Regions from separate parts of the Hordeum vulgare genome. Here region 2 is linked to region 1. Evidence: chromatin contacts called from public Hi-C data. All regions are on one chromosome and are shown on one strand. Each heading gives the region's core, a stretch centred on a gene start, on an enhancer-like site or on the middle of the called end of the contact. The rest is flanking DNA. Distances are from core to core; before and after follow the strand shown. Region 1 has its middle 200 kb from the start of LOC123440071. Region 2 holds the start of LOC123444039 (CTD small phosphatase-like protein 2).

Region 1 (4,269 bases), core at 803-3,302:
ATGTATTTCAAATGTCCAACTTGAAGAGAAGGGAAGGTGTTTTGCACTTGTGGAGCCTCCATGTGAGGTTCCTCACATACATAAAATTATCGTGGATGCTTCTTGTCTTGATGAAAGCACCTGCACGTTAGAGACAAGGTGGAGCATGTGGTGGCTAAAAGATGGATGGCGAGGACCTTTGCATTGGTCTTGGGAATAGCATGAATCAGACTAAATAAAAAATCTCAACATTTTTGGGCGAGCGTTCCTTTGGGAAGGAACGGTCAAGACCATCGGGGCCAAATGCAAGGTTAATTGGGACACCTTTTGCTGTCCAAACTCCAATGGGGGTCTTGAAGTGCTAAACACGGAGAAATTTGCCAGGACGCTTAGGCTTCATTGGATTTGGTTTGAGTCGAAGGAGCCAACGAAGATGTGGGTTCGTGTGGGCAACCCATGCCGTGATGCAGACTACAACTTCTTCTATGCCTCCTCAACTATTGTCGTGGGCAGTGGCGCGTGCACTCCCTTTTCGGACTCTCCATGGGTCACAACCACAAACCCATGGACATGGCCTCTCTCGTCTACGCGACATCAACAAGGAAGAATTGGAAGGTGCGGGAAGCACTAAAGGATGATGCTTGGGTTAAAAAGATCCAGATGTCGTCCAGCTTCTCCATAGAACACTTCAGGCAATTCCTCGAGCCTTGGGCCACCTTCCGGGATTTCCACGTGCAAGAGGATATTGAAGACGGCATTGTTTGGAAGCATTCTGCTAGTGGCCTCTACACAGTGGAGTCCGCCTATAAAGCGTAATTTCTTGGCCTCATTCGCTCTCCCTTGGAGCATGCAGTGTGGGAAATCTCGGTTCCACCCAAGTTAATGTTCTTTGCTTGGCTGGCCATCCAAAATAGAGTCTGGAGCTCGGATCAAATGGCCAAGTGTGGTTGGTCAAACTATGGCACGTGCCGCTTATGCATTCGTGAGAATGAATCGGTTGACCATCTCTTCTTCAAACGTCGGTTCACCATTCGATTATGGGGCTTGATCAAGGTGTGGTTGCAACTCATTCACGTTGATACCTCCACTTGGCCCTTGAGGCATTCCACCTTAGATTGGTGGCTTGGGTAGACTCGCACTTCCGTCCCCAGCTAGAAGGCCATGGCCTTGCTCACCATGCTCATCACGTGGGCGATCTGGAACGAAAGAAACACACGCGTCTTCCGCAACAAGGCCGCTCCACCTACGGTTATTTTCGACAACATCAAAAGCGAGGCATCATTTTGGGTCGCCGCCACAGCTAGAAAACTAGGGTCCATCATGCTAGGAGAGTGATTCTTTCTTGTATTTTATGGGGGTGTTTGGAACACAAACTCTATTCTCTCTTAATTGATATACGTGGCAAATCTTTTGCCTGTTTTTTCTTAAAAGTTCATGTTGAACCGGCATTTATATTAATTCGTGATGGATGGATCGACACACCAACAATAAAGTCTTCGGTCAACTGATGAAATACATCGCGTCAACATGGAAGCATTAGCCGATGTGGTACTCCCTTTGTTTTAAAATAAATGTCTTAAACTTAATACAATTTTGTACTAGAGCTAATACAAAGTTAAGACAATTATTTTGAAACAAACGGAGTACATCAATACATGTTCATGTTCTTATGTCCATTTCAGTCTTGCCAAACTTTGCTAACTTCTCTTTCTCTACTCGTATCTCGTCCATTCTGGGAACACATCTTCCTATTTCATCTTTAGTACAAGTAAGCAACACGGTGGTAATCGAATTTCTTCAAAATCTGGTACCAATTCTTCATTCCAACAAGCCCTTGGTTACTGTCAATCATGACGATTTTGTTTGAAGAGGTATTCATCCTTACAGTCCAAGCATGCAATTTTGCTGTCGACCATGCATGATTTGTGTGGTGATTGCTCGGAAGTACTCGCTACTTATGAGAAAGGGATGTGAATAATGAGAAACAAGCGGCACACGTGTATAGCCGTATAGAGGTCACTAGTCAGCGTAATTAGGATGACAACAACGTGTAGGAAACTTATGCGGGCAGCGCATCACGGCATAGACCACACATGAAATTACCCTTGCTCGACTCGAGGCCGTGTGCCACACTGGTCGTCCGTCTCGCCTCAATGATGAGACCAATAATAATGGAAACGATTTATCGAAAGCAAATCAACGGATACGGTTGCCACGTACGTAGCCCATAACCATCCCATCCGCGTACGCTTTGCAATCCAATTGCAAAGCGTGCTTGCTTTTACATACGCGCGACGTGTAATCTTGTCTGCCACATGCGTGCACTTCATTCTCGAGAATTTTCTTTTCTTTTCTTGGTTGCTTGGTGAAGGAGTTCATCCACGCCGGTGGATTGTTGGCCTAACATGCAACCACCGTGTGGAGGAAGCAAAGCAGGGCCGAAGATTAAGATTTACAAGTAAAAACAGTTTGCTTTTGATCAGGCAAAGAGAAACGAAAAAGGAAATGGCAACTCCTAGCTAGATTGGGTGGGTTAGGGCTCAAAAGATCCCCTCAAATTCTTCTCAAATCTTACCTCCTGAAATATGAGAAATTAAAATAAAATGTATGGAGCTAAGCTATCCCTCATATTTAACTCTTTAATACCCAATATATAAAGGTAAATCTTCGTATATATAAAGGTAAATCTTCTTTTTTATATGTGCTATGTGATACAACGGATTTTTGGTGCACGAAGCAATGGACCACTCTATTTTGAACTCCTCAAAAAAGGTGCTTAAAAGATTTAAATAATAATAAATCTTTTACATGAATACGCATGCATGTGGTCTAAGATTATTCATAGTGGAGAGTATCATATAGTGTTATCATATATATTATAATATTGTATGATATTACCTTCATAGTGCATAACATCATAAAGTAGTACTCCCACCATCACGGTTTAGAAGGCGTGCATGGAAATTCTCTAAAACCTAGGTGATTATTAATTGGCTGTGAAATGAGTTAAAAAATAGCATTCACACTATGCATGCATATAAAATTAGTACAATTGAGTACTAATTAGAAGATATGAGTAAATGCAATACGCCTTAAACTTTGTCTATTGTGGAAATGCACGTAAATTTAATTGTGCCTTCTAAACCGTGACGGAGGTAGTATTATAGATGATCTCATTTATTGACATGCATGACACATATTAGCATAGCATTTAACATGATACGATATCTATCTATGTTACTCTAATCCTCTTTTTTAATTATTTATTACATCAGCATGTTTGCTAGTCTCAAGGATATGGTACTAGCTATGATACCCCCACTATATGGCCAGCCTAAGTATTTGTGAAATTCCGTTTAATGATACGTTGTATTGTGTATCACACAAAACATATGAAATTTTTGCCCAAAAACAACAAAACACAAGCCGTAAAATTGTATGTATTTTGTTTTTTTATCTTTGACATGCAAGCATGTATATTGCTGAAATGTGGGCTTATTATACTGCACTGCTATACTTGTATGCGCACAAAAATTTGGATTTTTTCAAGCTGTAATTGTTTTTAACTTAAGAAAAAACAGGCACAATGTGTGTGTGCCGATGTTTCAGTTTCCTTCTACTTGATCCCCTCTTGAATGGTATACTACTTAATCATCCTGTGGTATACATGAATAGATTTGAGCGGAGCTTCACACTTGTCGACGAGGAGTCCAAACACAAGAGTACACCTACACCATTTGTGATAGAGGCATGGAAATGAAGACGGAAGAAAAGCGTGAAGAAGATGAAAGGTTGCTTCAACGGCCGGACATCCTACCCTTGGTCCACGCATATGACCCCTAGACAAGTGCGTGGATATCCGGAACCCGACTGTAAATCCTACCAAAGCAACAGGAGCTTCGACCAGCCAACCCGGACGTCTCGACTACTCCCAGACATTTGGCCCTACGACAACGACCTGGACATCCGGCCCACTTCCTGCGAGCAGCTATTGGGCACACGCCATATCATTCCTTTATGATCCTGACCCTTTCGCCCCTAGCACTATAAATACCCCATCCCCTCCTACTTTCTAGGGTTAGAAAAGTAAGCTTAAAGATATTGAGATAGCTTTGCTCCTTGTACCTCCTCCTAGAGATCAAGACCTCCTAAGGGACAATGATCTCTCTAGATTATCATGGCCTCCTAAGGTAGAATGATCTCATCATAAATCACCCAGACCTCCTAAGGGAGAAAGATTCCCCAAGTGAATCACCAATCCCCCCTTGTCTTAGGACCTGGGAAGAACCC
Region 2 (4,269 bases), core at 540-3,039, 540 kb before region 1:
ACGATTATCATGAACAAGGAAATATGATAATAACTATTTTTTTATTGCCTCTAGGGCATAGTTTCAACACAACCTTCTCCACATTTCTCTCGAGATTGGACATTCACATACAAGATGTTGCGCTGTCTCCAGGTTACACATGCATAGAGGACAGAAATAGCTGTTATTAGGCCAACCCCGCCTTTGCAAGCCGTCATTTGTCCACAGGCGTTTTTACCCTAGCAACCAAGCGAAGATCTTGATGTTTCCCGATACCTTGGACTTCCAAACGAGTTGTTCCTAGTCTGTTTGTACTCTACCCCGAAATTGAGCACTGTATGCTCAGCTAGCCGTGTATTTTCCTTTTGTCTTGAGGTTCCAGCAGATTTGGTATCTGCTTCCCTCCCTAATCCCCGTTGTCGCATTAGTGATCATACGATATAGGAGAGTAAAATCCGATATTAGGGGCAACACGTCCCCATGTCTCAAATCGTTAAACTGATTTTCATCTCGGAGCGCATCCTGCACCGTCCTATTTTTTGTTTTGAGTGTTTGTAGAGCAAAGGAAAGACGACCGCTAGTGTGGGAGGCCCTATATCAACGTTTGAACCGGAAGGACGTCGCTAATGTCTACAAGACACGGGCATTCACTCTTTTCCTCAACTTCGCTGGTGGCTAGACAAGTCAACGAACGTGTTCGGTTTTGGACGTACGTTGCTAGTTCTAAAATCCCATAATCCTATAAGGAGTTTTCCTACCAGTGACAAAAAGAATAAAACTATTGAATTTTTAGTTAGCTTGAGACACTCTTACGGGCTGCTGGCGGATTAAAGGGAGCCGTGGCGTAGATTTCTGTCAGCTCCTCGAGGTACCGAGGTTAGGCTTTCTCGTACGTACACGACGACAAGATTTGGTGTAAGATTTTTCACATCGGTTCAACGTTTTAACGGGGACAACTTCTCGACTGTCATCGACGAGGCATGCTCCGGTACAAGAACGACGGCAATAACACGTCAGCGGCCCGTTGAGTGGTTCATAGGTCTTGTAAATTTTTGTATTATGTTTATAAAGGTGTTTTTATATACTTCTCATGAATGTTCATAATAATCTGGATTTTTTTCAAGAATTTTTTTTTGACATCAGTTGAATATATTGAGGACATAACATAGCACTCACAGCCCATTCAGTCGTGGGCGTTTTTCACGACGGGGCGGGAAACATTCGGAATGGCGGGGCGGGTGCGCGCGCGTGAGCGTGCGAGTGCGACAGGCCGCAGCGCACCGCCTATCTTTTCCTCGACGGTGAGGCGACGGGCGAGAAGAAGGATGACTCAGATCGCAGTCACCCGGGCACCCAACGGCTGGGATCCCGCCTCTGCGGCCCCGGCCCTCCATCCGCACCGTCCGTGTGCCCTCCCGGCTTTGACCCTTGCTCACCAACCCCGACACGCAACCCTCCCTATGACATGTCGGCCCTGACAAGCCCACACCAAGCCGCAAGCCCCTCCTCTCACACCGCCGTAATCCCACCCGCACATCTCACCGCAGCCCCTCCGTCACTGACACCCCGAACCAGCATCGCCCTGGCCCCGCGCGTCATCCACCTGAAGAAAAAGCCTCGCGGGTGGCGAGCCGCGGCGCGTACGAAGGCGATCGAGTCGGGGGGCTCGACACGGCCGGCCACAGCTGTCTCTGGCGGCATGACAAGTGGGCCCGGACCGCGCGCGCGGCCCACCGGCCAGCGAGCCGGTCGAAGACGAGTGGAGACGGGCTATACCAAATCGGAGACCGAGCCCTCATAATTCTCCTCTCCCCTCTTGTGATTCCGGTGCGTCTTCCCCTCCTCTCTGCCTGCCTGCGCGCACCGGTCTCCCCCCCCCCCCCCCCTCCTCTCTTCCTCCGTCCGCCTCCGCCTCCGGGAGAGGCCGAGAGAGAGGGAGAGAGGGAGGACGCGCCGGAGCTACCCGCGCCAGCATCGCCTCGGTAAGCTCCGCGGAATTCCTCTCCTGGATTCGCCCCGGCGCGGTTAGGGATGGATGTTTAGCGGCTGGCAGTAGCTCTGCTCGATTCGGTAGGAATTCGTCTTCGTATAGCGTGCTGGGGGCTCGTCTCGAGTTTTCGGCTCGCGGACGCCGCGGGGGTTGATTCCCGCGCCCTCTCCTGGCCGGGGGGTTTGGGTTTTGGTCGATTTTTCGGGAAGTAAGTTGGGGAATTTGAAGCGCCCGGTCCTAAATCCGACTAGAAACACGCGAGATTTTGATTCTTCCGCACTCGCTAGAGTACGATAGTTGGCGATGCTTGTCTGGAAACCCTTCCACCTTCCTTCTGGTTGGGGATTTCTATTTTTTCTTCCGTCGGGTTGGACTCTGCTGCTTTGCTTTCGCTACCTTGGCACTAGTTCTTTCTGCCGGAATCGCACCCAGCTTGCAATTTCTAGCTAAATCTCTAATTCCACTCGACAGTTTGTCGGGTTCTAATGCACGGCGGCGATCTGAGTGTTTTCAAGTCACTACTTGTAGGGTTTGCTTGTTGTAATTTCAGTTTTTTCAGCTGTTCTTTGGTTACCCCCTTCAATTGGAGTAGTGGGAACATCCCTCCAGTCAAAGAAATAATTTTATGGAAATATTTCCCTCCGTCTAAATTTACTTGTTCTTCTCCTTTTGGGTTTGGGTTCTCGTTTTAGTTTACGCCATCTTACCTTGTTGTTGCTTAACCTAGATGTTTTGCTGCCTTTGTAGATCCGTGTTGTACTCCTTGACCGACTATGGCTTTTATCAATTCAAAGTCAGATTCATTCCAAGCCTTCCGTCTAAAACATAACTTAGGTATTGGATGCCCTTTGTTATTTTGCTAGAGCCTTTTTCCGTCGACCTAGCTCCAAAAGTAATTCTTTTGCTGTAGTATATGTTGGCAACACAGATGATTTTGTCCTGAAATCTCTTATTCTCATGCATCCTTTTTTCTTACCTTTGATGCTTCTCAACATTAGTAATTAATACTAGAACACAAGTACGTTACACTTCTAGGTTTATGTGTTTGCTTGTGCAAACTGTGTGAGACAGCAACTCAGAGGCAGGACTTTTGGGGTTCTGGTTATGTTATCAATCCTGTCCACAATTGGCACAAGCAATGTTGCACAATGCTGAAGGTTTTATGGTGTGGGAAAAATTGCAATGTGCATTAGCCTTTTGGTATTCTCGTATTGTTTGTACTGAAGATTGTGACAAAAATTGGAAGCACAGGATGCTTTTTATGTTAAATCTGTTTGTTGCGCACATATTGTTGGCATTGCTCTATTTGTATGTACTAGGAGGGTAAGTAAAGGAGAATTGGAGTGGTACACAATATTAGCTCACCAGAGGACACTGTGCCATGTCTGTGCTGCTTGGGTCACTAACATGCTGTCAGATGAATACTATTGCTGCACATGCATTACTTGAATACTTCCAAGTAACATCAGACCTACGCGCCATCTTAGTATAGTCACTGATGAGGTCTGTTTGCTTTAGGTGTGTATATGTCACAGAAGCTCGATGACTCTTTTTTCTTACTTTATTCTGCAAAATACCATGGGTTTAGGTTTTTGTTTAATATCAGTACACATTATACACTTCGTAGTCCATGCTGAATAAGGAAGGCAGAAGTGTTCTTTCCCCTTTTTCCCAAGTAACCCGACAGGGTAGGTAAAAATGTTGGCACGGCATGTATTCATTAAACTATTATGGTTTTGTTTCCTTGTATATCTCTGAATGTTGGGCCTCAGTGTTTTCTTCCTTCTTTAAAGTCGTATTTTGTAACTTCTGTAATGGATGTGCAGACAGTTTTGGCAGTCTGAACTGCTGATCAAGATGCCAGCACTGAGAATGAAGAGGAAGTTTGATGATGACATTTTCGGGAGTGAGTTTGACATCAAATCCATGAAATCGGTGAAAATCTCGCCTTCCCAAGTTGATGAGTTCGAGCAGGCATTTGTGTTAAACTCGTCTTACAAGGACCCTCAGGATGGTAAGTGACTGCATGGTTGCTCTTTCAAGAGAAGAGGTGACTGCATGTGCATGGAATATAGGTGTCTTGTTCTCTTATGACTAAAATATATTGAACGTAGATATTTCCCTATGTTTCAAATAAGAAACCTTCCAAGTTAGCTCCAATGTCCATTATTGGTTCTCTATGCTGGTGATAAATGTGTACCCTTGACTGGAATTTTGACAATTATGTACGAGTATGTCTTTAGCAGTATATTCAGTAGATACTCATGTAGTCATGTTTCTAAATATTTGGCACTGTATGA

The links. A called contact is a pair of places that touch in the nucleus more often than the background predicts.
Region 2: a contact with region 1 is called in a Hi-C map of leaf, with 2.3 times the contacts expected there. The contact joins the promoter of LOC123444039 here to the enhancer-like site in region 1. A contact is called at or near these places in 2 of 6 Hi-C or Micro-C datasets (leaf and seedling).

The regions. Positions count from the first base shown.
Region 1 is chr3H:415,815,829-415,820,097 of MorexV3_pseudomolecules_assembly, reverse strand. No RefSeq gene overlaps it. Among protein-coding and RNA genes, the nearest start is that of LOC123440071, 200 kb to the right of the region's middle. Within about 2 kb of position 2,052, at least 1 of the 3 cell types and tissues checked has open chromatin away from gene starts, as enhancers often do. A contact at or near this core is called in leaf, where this site is marked.
Region 2 is chr3H:416,352,310-416,356,578 of MorexV3_pseudomolecules_assembly, reverse strand. LOC123444039 (CTD small phosphatase-like protein 2) reads left to right here and starts at 1,789. Exons shown (of 8, transcript XM_045120640.1): 1 at 1,789-1,961; 2 at 2,717-2,803; 3 at 3,796-3,983. The coding sequence starts at 3,827.